2 separate regions of the Mus musculus genome follow, and region 1 is linked to region 2. A link is a contact called in public Hi-C data. All regions are on one chromosome and are shown on one strand. The core of a region is the stretch at or near the end of the contact, and the rest is flanking DNA. Distances in the headings are between cores, read along the strand shown. Region 1 holds the start of D830013O20Rik (RIKEN cDNA D830013O20 gene). Region 2 overlaps Slc38a6 (solute carrier family 38, member 6).

What was found. A called contact is a pair of places that touch in the nucleus more often than the background predicts.
Region 1: a Hi-C map of liver shows a contact between it and region 2, with 2.3 times the contacts expected there. The contact joins the promoter of D830013O20Rik here to the enhancer-like site in region 2. A contact is called at or near these places in 10 of 484 Hi-C or Micro-C datasets (liver, long-term hematopoietic stem cells, myocytes and 4 more), 2 of 115 datasets of contacts at active chromatin or transcription factors (embryonic stem cells and heart atrium) and 3 of 9 other capture datasets (adipose tissue, liver and pancreatic islet).

What each region holds. Positions count from the first base shown.
Region 1 is chr12:73,407,685-73,410,876 of GRCm38.p6, forward strand. It overlaps D830013O20Rik (RIKEN cDNA D830013O20 gene), which reads right to left and starts at 1,879. Exons shown (of 4, transcript NR_046013.1): 1 at 1,719-1,879.
Region 2 is chr12:73,351,878-73,355,122 of GRCm38.p6, forward strand. Slc38a6 (solute carrier family 38, member 6) reads left to right here. Exons shown (of 16, transcript NM_001037717.3): 14 at 1-18; 15 at 202-296; 16 at 580-2,168. The coding sequence ends at 660. Among named protein-coding and RNA genes, the nearest start is that of Gm40442, 49 kb to the right of the region's middle. Within about 2 kb of position 1,689, at least 28 of the 459 cell types and tissues checked have an H3K27ac peak or open chromatin away from gene starts, as enhancers often do. A contact at or near this core is called in liver, where this site is marked.

The sequences.
Region 1 (3,192 bases), core at 629-3,128, 56 kb after region 2:
CTTGTGTTCTTCTGGACTGGCAGTACCTGACTCGGGGGCTTAATCGTCACTTATTAATCAGGTAGAGATGAGGGCTCTGTGGTAGGTTGAATGAGACCAGCCTCCATAGGTGTATATGTTTAAAACCCTGGTCTCCAGCTGCTGGCTGTTTAGGGACAAGGGGATAGGGTAGCCTTACTGGAGGAGGTATGTCGGTGGGGATGGGCTTTGAAGTTTCTAAAGCCTTGCACCATTCTGAGTTAACCCTACCTCCCTCTCAGGGATGGAGATACGAGTTCTCACCAGTTCTAGCTGCCACATCTTTGCTCCTTCGGACTCTAACCCTCTGAAGCCAGAAGCCCAAATACGCCCTTTCTTTTAAAAGCACCTTGATCATGGTATTTTTGTCACAGCCATAGGGCAGTAACGAGGCTTCTGTGGTTTCTCCGGTGTTTAAAACGAGCTAGGTCTCAGGGAACACTTTGCAGGAGTAAGGCCACTTGAGTTCCATAGGGCAGTAACGAGGCTTCTGTGGTTTCTCCGGTGTTTAAAACGAGCTAGGTCTCAGGGAACACTTTGCAGGAGTAAGGCCACTTGAGTTTGGCAGATTTGGAGGGAGGGGGCGTTGCATAGTAAAGGTTTGCTACGAGGATAGTCCAGAGCAGGTGCATCATCCGGGAGTGAGTTCACGGTGGCCAAGGGTGTGAAAGGTGAAACACGTGAAAGGTGGTCAAGGGACACCGGCTACCCCTTTTCTGAGTGCACTTCCCCTTCCGTGACAGATGGGAATACAGCAGCGTTGACACATTTACTCCTTGGGTATGCCCACTTAGGCTAAACAAATTTAGCACAAGCTGAACAATTGGAACTCAGAGCTGATCCTAAGGGATTTAACAAGAGCTGCAAGGGCATTCAGATGACCCTGGATGATTCTAAAACCTGGAGAAAAAAAAATCCCCCAGCAAGCCCAAGCTGTCTGATCATGCGACCCATCTCCTGACTGACTGCTCACAAAGACCTGGCCAAGGACATTCCAGCTGTGCCAGGCCACTGGGCAGAGATCCCAGAGAGAGCAATCTATCACTGTTCATCACCCCCTCACACCTCAGGGAGCGTGGGCCTGTGGCCACGAGCTGGCAGACAACAGCCCCTAGCCCTTGCGACAGTGTGTATCCCCACTGCCAGAAAAGCAACCAAGGTTTTAGCACTGCGCCATTGGGTAGAGCCCTGGAGACTCTCAATACTCAGGTTCACCATTGGGTGGCTCTACCGGGGTCACCAGCAGAAGAGATGTCTCCCTCCCAGAGATTCATGAAGCCAGAGTGACAAGGTCGTTTTTTACCCTTCTCCCGGTTCATCTTCCCGCCCCTTCATAGAACATATGGGACCCTTCGTGCTGTGTGCACCCTGGCTTGAGGTGGCAAAGGTGAGGAGGCTCCACTTACCCTCTCCCCCTGCACCTGTTGTCAGTGATGATGGCTTTTGACTGTGGCATCTTCAGCAATTTCTGTATAGCCTGCACCATAGGCTAGGCATAGGATTCTCACCTGGATCATGTTCTCCCGCTAGAACAGGACTAGGTCATAGCAATAAAGTCAAGCCTTTCTCATCTGACCCACCATCTACTCTTCTTCCTTCTTTCCTTCCTTCTTTCCTCCCTCCCTCCCTCCCTCCCTCCCTCCCTTCCTTTCTTTCTTCTTTTCTTCCTTCATTTCCTCTTTCCTTTCCGTAAATCTTACCTTGATGTCTTGGCAAGAGACTCCAGGAGGTTGGAGTTTCTCTCCACAGGAGTAGATCAATCACAATCCACCAAGACCCTGAACCCATTGCTTTCTGAATCAGGAATTCAAAAGAGAAACAAGCCAACGCTCTTGTGCCCCCATGTTGTCCTTGTGCAACATCAGGGCAGTGATGTCCTCTGGCATGAGAATGGCAGGAACACAGCCAAGATGGAGCAGGAGAGAGGCTGGGAAGTGCCACACAATCTAGCTAGCTGCAGTAGCCAACATTCCTTGGCAACGACACTCTCACTCAAAGCCCTGGGAAGCACTGGGACACAGGTGTAGTCTAGCATCTATAGAGAGCACACCGGAAAACACCATGACATCCCCCTTGTGAGTTCAGTCCCCCTCCCATCTCGCCATATGCTGGTGACAAGGAGGAAGAGTGGGCAGTGTCACACACCCACCATGCTGCCCAGAGGGCAATGATGTAAGCCACAATGCTTAGGTTTCAGCTCCAAATGTGGCAGCCAGCAGCAGGAGGTGCTGGCAAACCCTTGGCTGCCAGGCATGCTTCTCAGAGCATCCAGGCTGCTGCATGGAGTTGCTGTTGCCCTGGACTCTGCAGCCCCCCAGAGCCTTAGGCTAGGTGGCTGGGGACTTTTGAGGGTTAGAGATGGGTCTGCAGTGTTTGTGGGAGCAGTCTCTGCTGTCCTTTCCAAGGGACAGAATGTTGCAAGGAGTCTATGTCACCACTTTTGAGCATCTATGCCCTCAAGCACTAGACTAAGTCCTTTACATGATTCATTGACACCTCTCAAAACCCCGCTAGGAATATACTGTTATTGGACTTTTGAGGATGAAAGTCCCAAGCCGTAGGCAGGCCGCGTCATGGCTGGTACAGCTGAGAACTAGCCAAGGTTCTTGTGCTTAGGAAGTAAACGATGCTCCAGCCTCCACAGATTCAGAGCACTAGCAGAGCAATCAAAATACTGAACAGGCAGAGTGTGACGGCTCACACCCTTTAATCCCATCCCTCAACAGGCAACCGAGGAAGACTGCTGTGAGCGCAAGGGCAACCTGGGCTGCATGAAGAGACCTCTCAAAACAAACAAACAAACAAACAAACAGCATTCTAAACATAGGTTAGATGTAGGTTGCTTGAATAAAGCAAGTAGCATTCCAGAATATGAGTGGGTACAAGGTAGAAATACCACAATAAATACATGTTTCAATGCAGCATGAAGGCTCACTAGATCTGGTCACTTGTCATGAAGAGAAAGGCACCTACCTGGCCACAGCTATCAGTTCTTGAGCTAAAGCCTGTGGAGTCACAGGTTAACCAGGCTGTAAGTCACTTTTTGATGTCTGTCCAGTTGGGGACATTCTGCTGTGGCATTGAGAGATGAAGTATTGGACTAGAAAGATGGCTGACTTGGGCAAAGGTGCTTGAGGCTAAGCCTGACAACCAGAATTGATCTGTGGGATCCCC
Region 2 (3,245 bases), core at 439-2,938:
ATGTATTTGGTGTGGTTGGTAAGTTTCCCACTTTAAAAAAACCCATGTAGTAAAGGGGACGGGGATGTTTCATCAGTGGAAGAGCGTCTCCCAGCACGGGTGGGCTCCTCAGGTTTGGTCTCCAGCCCCACAAAAGCCAGAGGGGTAATAAAGTCATCACTCTCTCAGCTGAGCTCACACGGCCTGTTTCTTCCTCTCCAGGCGCCAGCACATCGACATGCTTGATTTTTGTGTTCCCAGGGTTATTTTATCTTAAACTCAGCCGAGAGGACTTCCTCTCCTGGAAAAAGCTTGGGGTAGGTTGTTTCCAACTGTTTAAAAAGGCTTCTATTTTAAGGAATAGTGTGTTTATTACTGTATCTAAGAAGACAGAATATCTTAATTTACAAAGTTCATTTTAGAGTCTGGCATGATGGCTCATGCTTGTAATCCCAGCTCTTAGGGGATTGAGGCAGGAGGATTGCTGAGTGTTCAAGGCTAGCCTGAGCCACAGCTTGAGACCCCATGTACTGACACTGAATGAAAGTCCGCAGTGGAGAGGACGGAGGCTCACACTCAGCATCTCTTCTGTCTCCACAGGCTTTGTTCCTGCTCCTCACAGGCGCTGTGGTCGGAAGCTTCAGTTTAGTGCTCATCATTTTTGACTGGGTCAACAAATGAAAAAGTTTTTATTATGAAGACTAACTTACCTCTCTATAAACAAGAAGGGATCATTGTGGAAGGTGCCATATATGAAAATTACACTCAGGAAAACTGTTAATAGGGAAGCCGGACAGAGCAGCAATAGGAATTTAGCCATTTTAATTTTAACCAAAATTAGAAATACTCAAAATACTTGAAATGTTCTTAAATGTGCAGAGTCACTCTTTTGTTTGGAAGTTTCATTTTCTGTGTTTTGTTCTGTGTCTGAAGCAGGACCTAGCTGTGTAGACCAAGCTGGCCTTGAACTCACAGCAGTCTGCTATTGGGATTTGGTTCTAAGACAAAGGTCTTAATTTGGTTCCCAAAGCCTGGCTTCCAGGCCTGAGGGTCCCTGTCCTCAGCTGGCTTCAATTGATAATTTACAAAAAAAAAAAAAATTGCCAATGGCTGGACAGAAAAATGGAGGTGGGACTTTTAGATTGTACGGGCAAGGGACAGAGAGGGGGAGAGAAGAATCGCCATGATTGAGGGGGAAAGGGATCAGATTTAAGAGCTGCAGGAGAAAGTTATCCAGCAATGTAGGTTGAAAGGGAAAGCAGCCCTGGGGGTTGGGGGTGGGGTGGGTGGGGCTGCTGCCCAATAAGTAACTGGGCAGCACTCGGGAGGCAGAGGCAGGCGGATTTCTGAGTTCGAGGCCAGCCTGGTCTACAAAGTGAGTTCCAGGACAGCCAGGGCTATACAGAGAAACCCTGTCTCGAAAAACAAAAACAAACAAACAAACAAAACACACACACACACACACACACACACACACACACACACACACACACACACACAAAATAAAACAAAAAACCCATAGATTTAGAAGGTGTTAAGCCAGGAATACCAGAGGGAAATGTATGCTAGCCTCGGAGAGGACTAGAAGTGCCCAGCCATTGAGCTAGTTAAGGCATGTCAGAATCAGCTGGAATGTAGACTCATTTGAGAATCCAGATAGCTCCTGGGCAGGCGCAGCTTGAGTGGGACTTGCCAGGAGCCAAAGCGGGTTAACCAATCACCGCTACAGACTGCCTGCTGCTGCTCCTGCCAAGTGCTGGGGTTAGGAACTCTGCCACCATCCTGGCACATGCCTGGCATCTGTGACTTAAAAAAAAAAGTAGCCTTTATTTTTTTTAGAGTAGTTGTGCATTTCCATACGTATTGAGCAAATGAACTGAAAGATTCTATGTGACTTCTTACTCCAACTCTGTAGCTTTCCTGCTATGAATGAATGCCTTGTGTCAGTGTAGCACGTGTTACACCCAGGGATGCTAAAGTCCAAGGTTGACATTAAAGTTTCTCTTGGCCACCACTGATTTTCCTACCAGAATGTCATGATTGGGATCATGTAGGACTGAGTGTCATGTCCAGTCCTGAGTGATGCCCCATTATATGGCTGTATCATGTTTGTTGATCCACTCACCTCATGGAAGACCTTTCTACTACTTCCAGGTTTTGCCAGCCATCAATAAAAGCACTAAAAATGCTGTTTGTATGCTGGTTTTTTTTTACCTGGTCATGTTTTCATTTGGGGGTGGGGGTGGGGTAAATGCCAAGGAGCATATGTGAAGGTATATTTAGTTTTATAAGAAACTGCCAAACTGTGTTCCAAAGCAGTGGTAACATCTTGCACCATCACCAGCAATGAGTGAGTGGCCTGTGATCACATATCCTCACTGGCATTTGGGGTTATTACTGTAGGCTGGTGCGTTCTCGCCAATTTAATGGCGTCTCTGTTTTGAGATTCCCTAACGGCATGATATAGACATTGCACATCTGTGACCTCTGCATATTTTCTTAGATAAGTGTCTAATTCTTGCCCATTTTTAAGTTGGGTTGTTTGCTCATTGTTCAGTTTTATATCTGTGTGTGTGTGTGTTGGATGCTTTTGTGCGGTTAAAAGTTCTCCAGGCCTCAGATTGTCATTATTATATGTGATATTATTCTTGGAAAAGAGACAGATATTGATGGTCCTTCTCATTCAGTGTTTAGAAATTAGTAGAAATTGTAAAACACTGCATTTTGCCCATTGCCACGATGCCCAGTTGGAAACTTGAATCTCAGGCTTTCTGCCATGAGAGTTCTGTGTAAAGGGCCCCCATGTTTGGCAGCCTGCCAGAGCCAGGGTGCCTCAGTCAAAGGCCCTGCCGCAGCTGACCTGTAAAGCAGGGAGTCTCATGTAAAGTAAGAATTTGCATATATGGAAATACACACTTTTGCAGGTGTCCTCTTGCCTTCCCCTTAGGAAAGAGGCTAAAAATTGGGTAACAGCGCTTCCCTTTGGAAAAGATCAAAGAGAACATTGACAACTTGGGTGTAATGGGGAGAGGCCAGGATTTGGGTTGGGATGGGGAGAGACGGGCTGGGTTTGGATCTTAATGAAACGACTCTTAACCTCCATGCTTCTACTTTGAACTCTAGGAAAATGAATTAATACCCATACTTTAAGGACTGTGTGGGGAAGGTTAAATAACCTTTGATAGATAGATGCAGACAAACTCTTTTTTACTCTTTCTTACTACTGTTTGTCCCTTTGCTTGGATAGGTCCCTTCTGGAGAGCAGT